Linked DNA regions of Sus scrofa: region 2 is linked to region 1. A link is a contact called in public HiChIP or PLAC-seq data. All regions are on one chromosome and are shown on one strand. The core of a region is the stretch at or near the end of the contact, and the rest is flanking DNA. Distances in the headings are between cores, read along the strand shown. Region 1 overlaps LRSAM1 (E3 ubiquitin-protein ligase LRSAM1). Region 2 has its middle 5.5 kb from the start of FAM129B.

The links. HiChIP or PLAC-seq counts read pairs in DNA pulled down with a chosen protein or histone mark.
Region 2: a contact with region 1 is called in an H3K27ac HiChIP or PLAC-seq map of alveolar macrophages. The contact joins two enhancer-like sites. A contact is called at or near these places in 3 of 5 promoter capture datasets (fetal liver, fetal skeletal muscle and liver), 15 of 47 Hi-C or Micro-C datasets (blood, brain, embryonic fibroblasts and 10 more) and 1 of 2 datasets of contacts at active chromatin or transcription factors (alveolar macrophages).

The regions. Positions count from the first base shown.
Region 1 is chr1:267,999,588-268,004,914 of Sscrofa11.1, reverse strand. It overlaps LRSAM1 (E3 ubiquitin-protein ligase LRSAM1), which reads right to left. Exons shown (of 25, transcript XM_013993869.2): 20 at 3,372-3,467; 21 at 1,443-1,541; 22 at 482-613. Among named protein-coding and RNA genes, the nearest start is that of RPL12, 37 kb to the right of the region's middle. Within about 2 kb of position 3,379, at least 7 of the 83 cell types and tissues checked have an H3K27ac peak or open chromatin away from gene starts, as enhancers often do. A contact at or near this core is called in alveolar macrophages, where this site is marked.
Region 2 is chr1:268,068,877-268,074,252 of Sscrofa11.1, reverse strand. No RefSeq gene overlaps it. Among named protein-coding and RNA genes, the nearest start is that of FAM129B, 5.5 kb to the right of the region's middle. Within about 2 kb of position 1,977, at least 32 of the 83 cell types and tissues checked have an H3K27ac peak or open chromatin away from gene starts, as enhancers often do. A contact at or near this core is called in alveolar macrophages, where this site is marked.

The sequences.
Region 1 (5,327 bases), core at 2,130-4,629:
TCGCTGCCACGAGCCAGGCAGATTGGTCAACAGCATGGACCCCAGCACCAGACTGGCCACCCCGGCTGGAGTCTGGGCTCTGCTGTGTGACCTCAGGCAAACTGCCACCTTGCTGTGTCTCGGTTTTCTCATCTGAAGAATGATGACAGTGATGGTACCTGCCCGTCCAGGCTGTTGGGAAGATGCGGTGAGTTGGTAGGTGAAATGTGCTAAGAGCAGTGCCTGTACATCTATGGAGTGGGGAGGGGGCTGGACCAGAAGACCCCCAACCTGTCCAGCTCTACGATGTAAAGAGAGGGAGGGAGCGGTGGCAGGACCCACGACCCAGGCTCTCTGAGGGGCAGGCGTTCTGGCCATCTGGAAGCAGGTGCCTGCCCCCAGGTGATGAGAGCAGACTGCATGAAGAACAAGTCTCCCCTTGGCCAGGTGGGGCCAGGGCCCTGCCTGCCTCCCTCACCTCCCCCAAGGGGCTGCTGCCCACCTTGGCCAGGTCCCGGGGGCCCATCCGGCTCAGCATGTCCAGCGAGATGCGGTGGTGGGCGAAGATAGGCAGGTAGTGCTCCGCTGACAGTTCCACCAGCAGGGCCACCAGCTGGCGCTCCAGGCCCTCCTCCTGCAAGACAGACCCATGGGAGAAGCCGAGTGCACCGCAGGCGGGAAAAGACAAAAAGCCATCACAACAGCAAACAACGGGTGGGCATGCACATAACACGATCTGTAAAAATGCAGTCTACATACAAAAATGGATCTGTAAGTGCATAGAGACAGATACACGAGGAAATCAGTTCACTGCCACTCCGTAAACTTGACAGTGTAAGCAGCTTAAGACTCCATCGAGGAGCCTCTGCTGTGGCACAGTAAGATCGACGGTGTCTCTGCTGCAGCAGGGACTCGGGTTCGATCCCGGGCCTGGTGCAGTGGGTTGAGAACTTGGGACATTGCGGCAGCTCCAGCTTGGATAGGATCCCTAGCCTGGGAACTCCATATGTCACAGACGGCCAAGAAAGAAAAAAAAAAAAAAAAAAAAAAAATCCATCAAGGGGACTGTTGTGAATGAATGGGGGCTCGTCCAGATCCTAAATACTGTGCAGCTGTCTGAAAACCAGGAGCTCTACGAGCAGGGCCCGTCACTGCTGTTAAGGGAAAAAAGGAAGTTGCCAAAACAGCAGGTTTAGAAAGACTCCTTTTTTGTAATAATAAAGTGTGGGCGAGGCGTGGGGTGGGGAGGGGGAACGGCATCCATCCTGCCCACAGCCCGGGGCTGTCGTCTCCTCTCCGCAATGCCGCCCCCTCCCCCATTTCTGTCCCCAAATGCCTAGCACAGGACCTGCTACCCTCGTCAGCCCAGGAGGAAGGGAATTCCACTGGTCAGATGAGGAAGCAGGAAGCAAGACGTGGCTGTGGCCTGAGGCTCCCACAGGGGCAGCGTCACCAGCCCTCACCTGCAGCTTCAAGGACAGGGGTTTCTGGTTCAAAAGCCGCTGATACTGAATCAGCCAGTAATTTTCCTGCTTGCTCTCGCTTTTGGCTTCTAACTCCATCTGCCAAGAAGGAAGCAGACATTGTTCAGTTGCAAGTCGGTGGATAACCACAAAAGCGACAGTGCTGCTCCTCTGAGCACATGGACGGACCTGGCGTCTTACAGGGAACTTTCCGGCCCATCACTGTCTAGACCATTGACCCGGGAAAGGCCGGAAGCATCGTCCCCCCACTTCACTGCTGAGAACGAGCCCAGACACGCACACCTCAGGGGGACGGGAACCCGGGCTGCTGGCACCTGGCAGCTCGCCCTGGGCGTCGTCACTCTTGGGGGACACCTTGTGGGAAGAGCAAAGCACCAGGTAGCCGTGTCCTTCCCCCAGAAGGCTCGGGCGTGTCCTCTGGGTGCTGGGCAGGGAGAAGAATAGGATTCTAAGGACACCTTCGGCGTCCAGAGGGAGCTTTGCTGACCTGACATAGCGGGAGAACCATAAACATGCTATTCAAACCGACTCCCGATTCCGTCACTTCAGACACCCCCGAGCATCGTTCTGGGCCAGGCTCGGTTGTTGGTGCTGTGGACAGAGCAGTGACAAACCACACTCACAGCAGCAGCAGCAGCAGCAACGTCAGTGTGCTTGGGTCAGACAAGCTGTGTACTGGGAGATGCCGTTTTACTTAATTCTTACAATTCTGTGAAGTAGCTTCTGCTTCACAGGGAAGAAACTGAGTGATGAGCACCGGGTGATGAGCAGCCGGCTCAGGGTCCAAGAGCTGCCCTGTGTCAGGGTCAGGACTCAGACCCAGCTCTGTCTGGCTGGGAGCCTGTGCTCTGAACCCCCGGCCGCCCAGCCAGGACTGGCCGCTCGCTGGGGCCAGAGGTGATGTGGGCAATGCGGGCATCTCCTGGTCCCCAGCGGTTCCTCCTGGACTGTGCTCAGCCAGCTCCCCTTTGCTGGTCCCTCCCTGGGCTGCAGACACGCCTCTCTCTGGGAGCCTATGACCCCGATGGTCAAATCCTGCTGAGGTGAGACCCGAGCAATTCTGCAGGCAGGAGCCCAGGGCCTGGCACGGCGGCCCCGGCACAGCGCTCAGGGCGCAGGTCACATGTTAATGCAATTTCTGGGCGAGGGCAGTGAGGTAGCGTGAGGAACAGGCAGCTTCCGAGTGGCACCAACACGCCATCTGGGCTCATGTGGGGCTCGGGAAGAAACTGGCTCACTGTTCTCCTTCCCTGGCACAGGGCCTGGCCCATGGTGAGGCTCAGAGGACATGTGGGGCAGTAACAGTGCCGTGGGAGAGACTGGGTCCTGACTACTGAGGTCACTCAGGCTTCGGAGGAGGTGACCCCAACCTGCACCCTGATAAGGCGCCAAAGTCAAACCCATTTGGGTCCAGGGGACAGCTGGGCAATGCCTGACAGAGGCTTATTAAGTGGTCTGCCCTGGACATGGCAAGTCCTCTCCTGGGCACCTGTCCTGGGTAAATACCCATGGGCTGATCTCAAATACTGAGGTGCGGAGATAGAGAGCCTTGCTTATTAAAATTGAAAAATGGGAAGTATGCTCTGTAATAGGCCCAGTGAGGGCCCATCTCAATGCAGCCACAGAAAGAATGCAGAGGTCGCACAGGACAGGAAAGAGCAGATGCCAATGAGCTGGTGAGAAAGTTCTGTGTTATAGGCGCATACATGCATCTCGATGTCTGGAAAACGGATGTCAAAACATTAGCAACAGACAGCTCTCAGAAGTGAGATTACTTTCCTTTGTACTTTCCACTTTTTCTCTGATGAATAACTATTACTAGAAAAACGAAAGTGTTGCTTAAGAACTACAAGAGCGTTTAGGGAGCGCAAACCCATGCACAATGCCGGACGCGGAAGCCAAACACACCAGGATCTCCCGAAGCTCCTCCTCTCGCTGCGTCTTCTCTTTGAGCAGCTGCTGGAGCAAGGAGCTCAGGGCCCAGCGCTGCTCCGAGATCATTTCCTGCAACACAAGACCACACCCAGTGCTGGGGGCCCATGGCACCCGGGCCCCAGAAGTCCCTACCCGAGCTGGCAGAATCCCCCTCACTCGGCTCGAAGCTGGGGGCCCACAGTGGGCCTTACTCCATCTGAGGCTCGACCTCAGATCTCAGGCTGAGAGCTGGGGGATAGAGTGGGGAGGACCCCTCTGCCCGGGGACCCCCTCCCTACCTCCTCCCCAGCCTGCACCTCCCTTCCCGGGAGGGGGAAGGCCAGGCACAGGATCTAGCGATGATGACAGTGCAGTGATGAGAAATATCAAACAAAGGAGATGACGAGGTGCAGGTGCCTGACTTCGGTCTCACTGACTGCGGAGCTCGTGGGCAGAAGCAAACGGCGGGAGGGTGGGGGAGCGGCCCCGCCCCCGTCAGGAAGGCGCTACCCACATGGAGGAATGGGCAGATGGGAGAGCCCTTCTTTGTGTCCATGTTCCGCTCTTCTCTTCCTCTTGGAAACCCCGTGGAGGCTCCGAAAATGGGAGCCCCCACCCCGGCTCTAACAGGCAGGAGACATGAGCTTCCATCAAGCACGTGGTGGCATCTTCTGAGAGCTACCCCCCCACCCCACGGCTGAGGACTCTGCACTTGCTGCTCGCTCCTCTCTGATGGCCCCACGACACAGGCTGAGCCCGGAAGCCTATTCCCATGTCATGCAGGGGAGACATGGAGGCCCAGAGTGACCTGCCTAAGGTCACACAGGGGCAGACCTGGGACCAGGATTCCAGATCCCGGCGTTCTTTTCCGGCATCAAGAAGCCCGTGAGACAAATGAAGACTTCTCCACTAGGACAGACACAGGGACGGTGACAGACAGAAGGCTCTGCTCAAAAGCCTGGTACAGGGCACATGGCCTCGCACACCACTGACCCAGACGCTCTGCGTCCAACTGGGGAGACGAGGTACAGAGAAAGGAAAGGGCTGCCCCTCTGTCCCCTACCCGCCCAGGTCATCGGGCTGTGCTGACTGTGCTGGGACAACCCAGACCCAGATCTGCAGTCCAGAACTGTCTGCTGGTCCCTGCTGCTCCGCATGTCTGTGAGCAGGACACCCAGGCTGGGGACTCACAGAGCAGCTGCCTGCAGGGGTGACACAGTCACAGCTGGGCCCTCTCCTCTAGACATCCTTCAGACACCAAGAAAGCTCCTTCCCCAGAGGATGCCAGCCCATGAGAACCAGCACCCCAGAAGCATGGCTTAGACAGACTGGAAACTCAGTGTGACCCAGCTCCAAAACAAAGAAAACGCAGAGATGGAGATGCAGCCGGGGTGAGCCTTGGCAATGAAACCCTCCTTCCTCTGACCCTCCTGCCTAGCAACAGGCTGACCCGCCTCCTAACCTTGGCCTGCGCTGGGCTCGGCCCCCAGACTGGGCCCCCTTGAGCCCGCTGGGGCCAGGGCCTCTTTCAACATCACTGCCTGTCTGCCGAGAGCAGCCGAGAGGCGATGGGAGCACTGGCGGGAGATTTCATCAGTTGGGGGTCGGGTGGGGGGACAAGGCAGGCCAGGGAGCCCTACATACCTGTAGTGCCTCTGTGTCCAGTGATTTCCTCTTTAACTCCAGCTGTGTCAGCTGCAATAACTCAGTTTCTATTAATTTAATCTAAACAGAAGATGAGACAGGGGTTTTTAAATTCACATTTATCATGGTTCAATCCTGTGCTGCTGCTCTCGGAGGGCCAGGTGTGTCTAAGAATCCTTTCTGGGTAGGGGTGGGGGTGGGGTGGGGCTTTGGATGGACCGGAACCTGTGTGCTTTGGGACACTCTCATCGGTGGGGGTTTACAAAGGATTCATCGGTTCGTGGCCCTGAGTGCTCTGGGGTGTGG
Region 2 (5,376 bases), core at 728-3,227, 71 kb before region 1:
CAGGCTCTGAGTCATCAGCTGGTGAGGGGCAGCTTTGGCGCAGCAGGAAATCAAGCTTGACATGAAAGGGGTTGGGCAGAGCTTGGTGGGGCCTAAAACCCCTGCTGGCCGGTCCTGGAGGAACTGGGGTGACAGTCAACATTGGCTCGGCAGCCAGCCTCTTTCCTGGGCTTGCTGGGAAGTCAGGACCTGGGCCAGGCTCAGGGTCCCTGATCCTGGGGGCTCTCGCTGGGGAGGGTTGGGTGAGTTGGGAGTTTAGACTAGTGCATCAGTCACCATGACACGAGGATTCTTGACAAGGGACGTATGACAAGTGCCGGGGGGCTGCTGGCTGCTACCATCATTTCATCAGGGCGATTTGTCACCATGCGTCAAAAGCCTCAAAAGGAAGTTTATGGCAGCTGTTTCACGTCTGGAAACTTATCCTTAGGAAATAAGAAAGTGTCCAGTTATAGGTAAAAAGTTTAGTGGGTCATATAACCACCACAGTCATTCAAAGTGTGTAGAATGAACAATTCATTAGCGTGGAGAGATGCTCTTTTTTTCTTACGGCTGCTCCCGTGGCACAGGGAAATTCCCAGGCCAGGGATTGAACCCAAGCCTCAGCTGTGCCCTACATGGCAACTCCAGATCCTTTAACCCACTGTGCCAGGCCAGGGATCAAACCTGCACCTCCTCAGTGACTTGAGCCGCTGCAGTCAGGTTCTTAACTCACTGTGCCGCAGCGGGAGCTCCTGCTCATATCACACTGCTAAGGGAAAGACAAAAGGGGGTGAGTGAATGGTGGGCATAGCGGAGAAGCCCACTTTATGTCTGAGAACTGGATGTGCGTGTGGGACCGGGTCTGGAAGGATGCAGTGTATAGCATGGCGTGTTACGGTTCTGAAGCTGGCAGAGTTGTGTGTGGGCCTTATCTTCGCCTCTTACTTGTTGTGTGACCTTGGGGAGGTCACTTCACCTCACCGAGACCGAATTCTCTCTCCTCATCTTAAGATGAGGGTCCCCCCAAAGGGCCTCCTTCACAGAGCTGTGGTGAAGATTCAACGAGGCAGAGCTGGGTACAGGCGAAGCCCACAATGAATGGGAACTCCTATGGTCTTTATCATCTTGTTACTATTATTTGTCACCCCCTGCCTGTTGTCTGGCATTTCAACATCACTTTGTCTGACTTCGGGGCTGTGGCGTTCAACTGGGCATCATGACCTGTGGAGGTGGTGAGCACCCTGTGCCTGGAGGTATGCAAGCAGAGGCTCTGCCTGGCAGAGACGCTATAGAACAGACTTTGCTATCAAACGGGGAGGGCAGTTGGTGTGGCCACGGCAGGCATGAGCCTAGGCCGGTGTACGAACCAGCCTGCTGAGTCCCAGGACCAGGTGGGTGCCCCCTGTCAATTTCCCTGCAGTGCCCACCACTCACCCAAGCTCCCATTATGTCGGACACTAGGGATATGGAACAAGGCCATCGCTGTTCTCAGAAGGGAACAGTAATGACACACAAAGTAATTATAAAAGTGCTGATTGTGAAAAAGGAGAAGTGTAGTGTCCGGGAGAGGTGGGAGTGGAGGGGTCCTTTTGGCTGAGGTCTGAAGGGTGAGTAGTGCTGGGTGGGGCAAAGCCGGGAAAGGGAATCAGGATGTGTGGGAGCCGAGGAGGATGGAGCAGGGCTAGTTTGAGGATGTGAAAGGTCACTATGACTAGAGAAGTGCCAGGGGAAGAGGCACAGAAGAGGCACTGGCAGGACCCCTAAATGCCATGGCTAGGGTTTGACTTAACTCCAGGCCAGTGGGAGCCACAGAAGGCTTGAAGCAGGGGACTGGCACGGTCCTATTTGTGTTTGGGAACAATCCAGCTGGCTGCCCAGTGAGGTGGAAGGCAGGGAAGCCAGGGGACGGGAGGGCATTCCACCAGGCTGGCAGTCATGGAGCCTGGACTTGGGTGTGGTGGTAGAGCTGGCCACCAGGGGGAGCAAGAAGGGACTTTAGCTGCCGGAGGCCAGGTGGCAGATGGAACCTGGCCGGTGAGCTGGGTCTCCTTCCATCACCCCACAGTTAAGAAAGAGGGGAGGTCTAGGCGGGGTGCCAGGGTCCCTTGCAACAACGGGCCGTGCCAACTGGATCAACAGTGGTGGACACATGATATTCCTTAAAAACAAGATCCTGATTCATCCACACTCCCTGTTGTTTACCTGAGGTGTTTGTTTTTTTCTCCTGGGCTATTTCAGGTCTGACAGGTTTGTGGGGAGGGCAGAGCTGGGGCTCAGAGCCAACGGGGAGGGAGAGGGGCCAACCAGGCAAGGAAGGGACCTCCCCCTTCTTACAAGACCAGGAAGGAGCCTGGCCTGGACCCAACTATGTGTTCTGGGGCAGATCCCGTGCCTCCTCCAGGCCTCTGTCCAAGCTCTGGCTCTGACCTTCTGGACCCTCCCTTTTCCAAGTAGAGTTTTCTTCTCCTTCACCTTTGGGTTCTTATTTCTAAACATGCTTAAGGGTGGGGTGGGTGGGGAGGGGTGGGGCAGCCCTGCAGGGAAGAGGGTTGGCAGAAGCCACTTCCTGAAGGCCTGAAGAATCAGGAGCTGTAGGTGGCATCTTCCACCTGGAGGTGGGGGCGGGGCAGGCGCAGCAGGTGGGCAGGCGGGAACCCTTCCCTCTGTGCTCCAGATCTGGACCGTGTTGTGTCCACGTGCCTGTTATCTTCCACCAGGCTCTGGGGCCTGGGCCAAGGAAGGGGTGTGGGAGAGCCTGGTGAACAGAGATGGCATCCAGAGCCCTAGAGAAAGAGCAGAGACCATCCCATCCCCCGCTGCTGCCTGGCAGAGTTGAGAAATCCTTCCTATAGAAAGAGCTTTCAAAAGTGAATAAGGGAATTCCCGTCGTGGCGCAGTGGTTAACGAATCCAACTAGGAACCATGAGGTTGCGGGTTCGGTCCCTGCCCTTGCTCAGTGGGTTAAGGATCCGGCGTTGCCGTGAGCTGTGGTGTAGGTCGCAGATGCGGCTCGGATCCCGCGTTGCTGTGGCTCTGGCGTAGGCCAGTGGCTACAGCTCCAATTAGACCCCTAGCCTGCGAACCTCCATATGCCGCGGGATCGGCCCAAGAAATAGCAACAAAACAACAACCAAAAAAAGTGATTAAGAAAAAAAGATAGACATTCCACTAGAAAAGCAGAGGATAACAGTAATAACAATAACAACCACCCACAAATAGCCAATACATGTATGAAAAAAGTCTTTAATTTTTTTATGTAGTTCTTTTAGGGCCACACCCGCAGCAGATGAAGGATCCCAGGCTAGGGGTCGAATCAGAGCTACAGCTGCCAACCTACACCACAGCCACAGCAAGGTGGGATCCGAGCTGCGTCTGCGACCTACATACACCACAGCTCACGGCAATGCCGGATCCTGAACCCACTGAGGGAGGCCAGGGATCCAACCTGCAACCTCATGGTTCACTAGTCGGATTCATTTCCTCTGCGCCACGGCACGAACTCCAAGCGTCTTTAATTTACTCAGAACTAAAACCTGAACGCCCAAACGGCCTCCGGTATAAGGGCTGAGGTTCCCTGGCTTTTCGAGTGAGAAATTTTCCTGACGTCTCACTTCTCGGGATCCTGTCCTCTTCCTCACGTGGACTGACTATAACCATTTTTCTTTCCTTTAACAAACAAATCATTCTTCCCCCACCCAGAGGTCATGACTGGCCAGATTTATTGCTTTAAATTGGTAGAGAGTTGAGGACTTTGAAGGAATTTTACAATCTTCCCAGAATAAAGTTAAAAATCCCACGTACTGGACACTCGGGAGCCTCCCATCTGGTGTCCCCCACCCCACCTCACCCCACCCCCCGCCCCATCCACGGCAGGTGCCCTTCTCTCCTCTTCCCTACAGGAGTCCGGGAATAGCTGTCCGGCCCTGGGGTCCATCAGGGTTCATCTCCCTTTGCCTTTGCTCCGATTGACCACTTTCCTGGCATGCCCTCGCCATGCCCACCAGGCAATGTTTAAGTAAGGATGCTAAGGGCAGACAATGGAATATCATCTTTAAAAAATCCTCATACTTGGTGATTCTTCCAACAAAGTCATTGCAAGGACTCTGAGATGAGGCAGGCTACGTCTGGTATGATACCTGGATGTGGTACCTGCTCCGTAATATGTAGCTATTCCCGGATCTTCATGGAGCAGCTTTCTTGCCAGTCAGGTCTCAAAGTGTCACCTCCTCACAGAGGCCCTCCAGAATCACCTTCCTAGGTGATACCCCCACACCTGTCACTCTAGCCTTTTTTTTTTTTTTTTTTACTTTTAATTAAAAAATTTGGGGGGTGTTCCCACTGTGGCATGGTGGGTTAAGACTCCAACTGCAGCAGCTTGGGTTGCAGTGGAGGTGGGGGTTCCATCCCGGGCCCAGTTCAGTGGGTAAGAGGATCCGGTGTTGCTGCAGCTGTGCCTCAGATTAAATACCTTGCCCAGGAACTTCCATAAGCCACAGGTGCAGCCATAAAAAAAATTTTTTTTTAATTACTTACTTTTCGTTTTTTGGGTTTTTTTTGCTTTTTTTTTTTTTTTCCTAAGGCCGCACCCACGGGCATATGGAGGTTCCCAGGTTAGGAGTCGCATCGGAGCTACAGCCACCGCCCTACACCACAGCCACAGCAGCACAGGATCTGAGCCACCTCTTCGACCTACACCACAGCTCACGGAAACACTGGATCCTTAACCTACTGAGTGAGGCCAGGGATTGAACCTGCAACCTCAAGGTCCCTAGTCGGATTCAATCCACTGCGCCATGACAGGAGCTCCACTTTTTGTATTTTTAAATCCTATTTCATTATCTTTTTTTTTAATTTTTATTTTTTATTATTTTTTTTTTTTGTAATTTTTATTTTTTAAGGTTTTTTTTTTTTTTTTTTTTTTTTTTTTTTTTTTTTTTTTTGCTTTTCTAGGGCCGCTTCTGCGGCATATGGAGGTTCCCAGGCTAGGGGTCTAATTGGAGCTGTAGCCGTCAGCCTACTCCACAGCCAGAACAACTCGGGATCCGAGCTGCGTCTTCGACCCTACACAGTTCACAGCCACACTGGATCCTTAACCCACTGAGCAAGGCCAGGGATTGAACCCACAACCTCATGGTTCCTAGTTGGATTTGTTTACCACTGCACCACGATGGGAACTCCCTATTTCATTATCTTAATGCTTAGCACTCTCTGGTGCCATCTTATTTGCTTATCGTCTTTCTCTCTCCAGCACAAGACTATAACCTCTGTGAGGGCAGGGATCCTATCTTTTGCACTGATGTATTCCCAGCACCTACAACAGTACCTGACACAGAGCAGGTGCTCCAGTTTCTTTTGCTTTTTCTTTTTTTTTGGGGGGGGGGGGCGGTGGGTCAG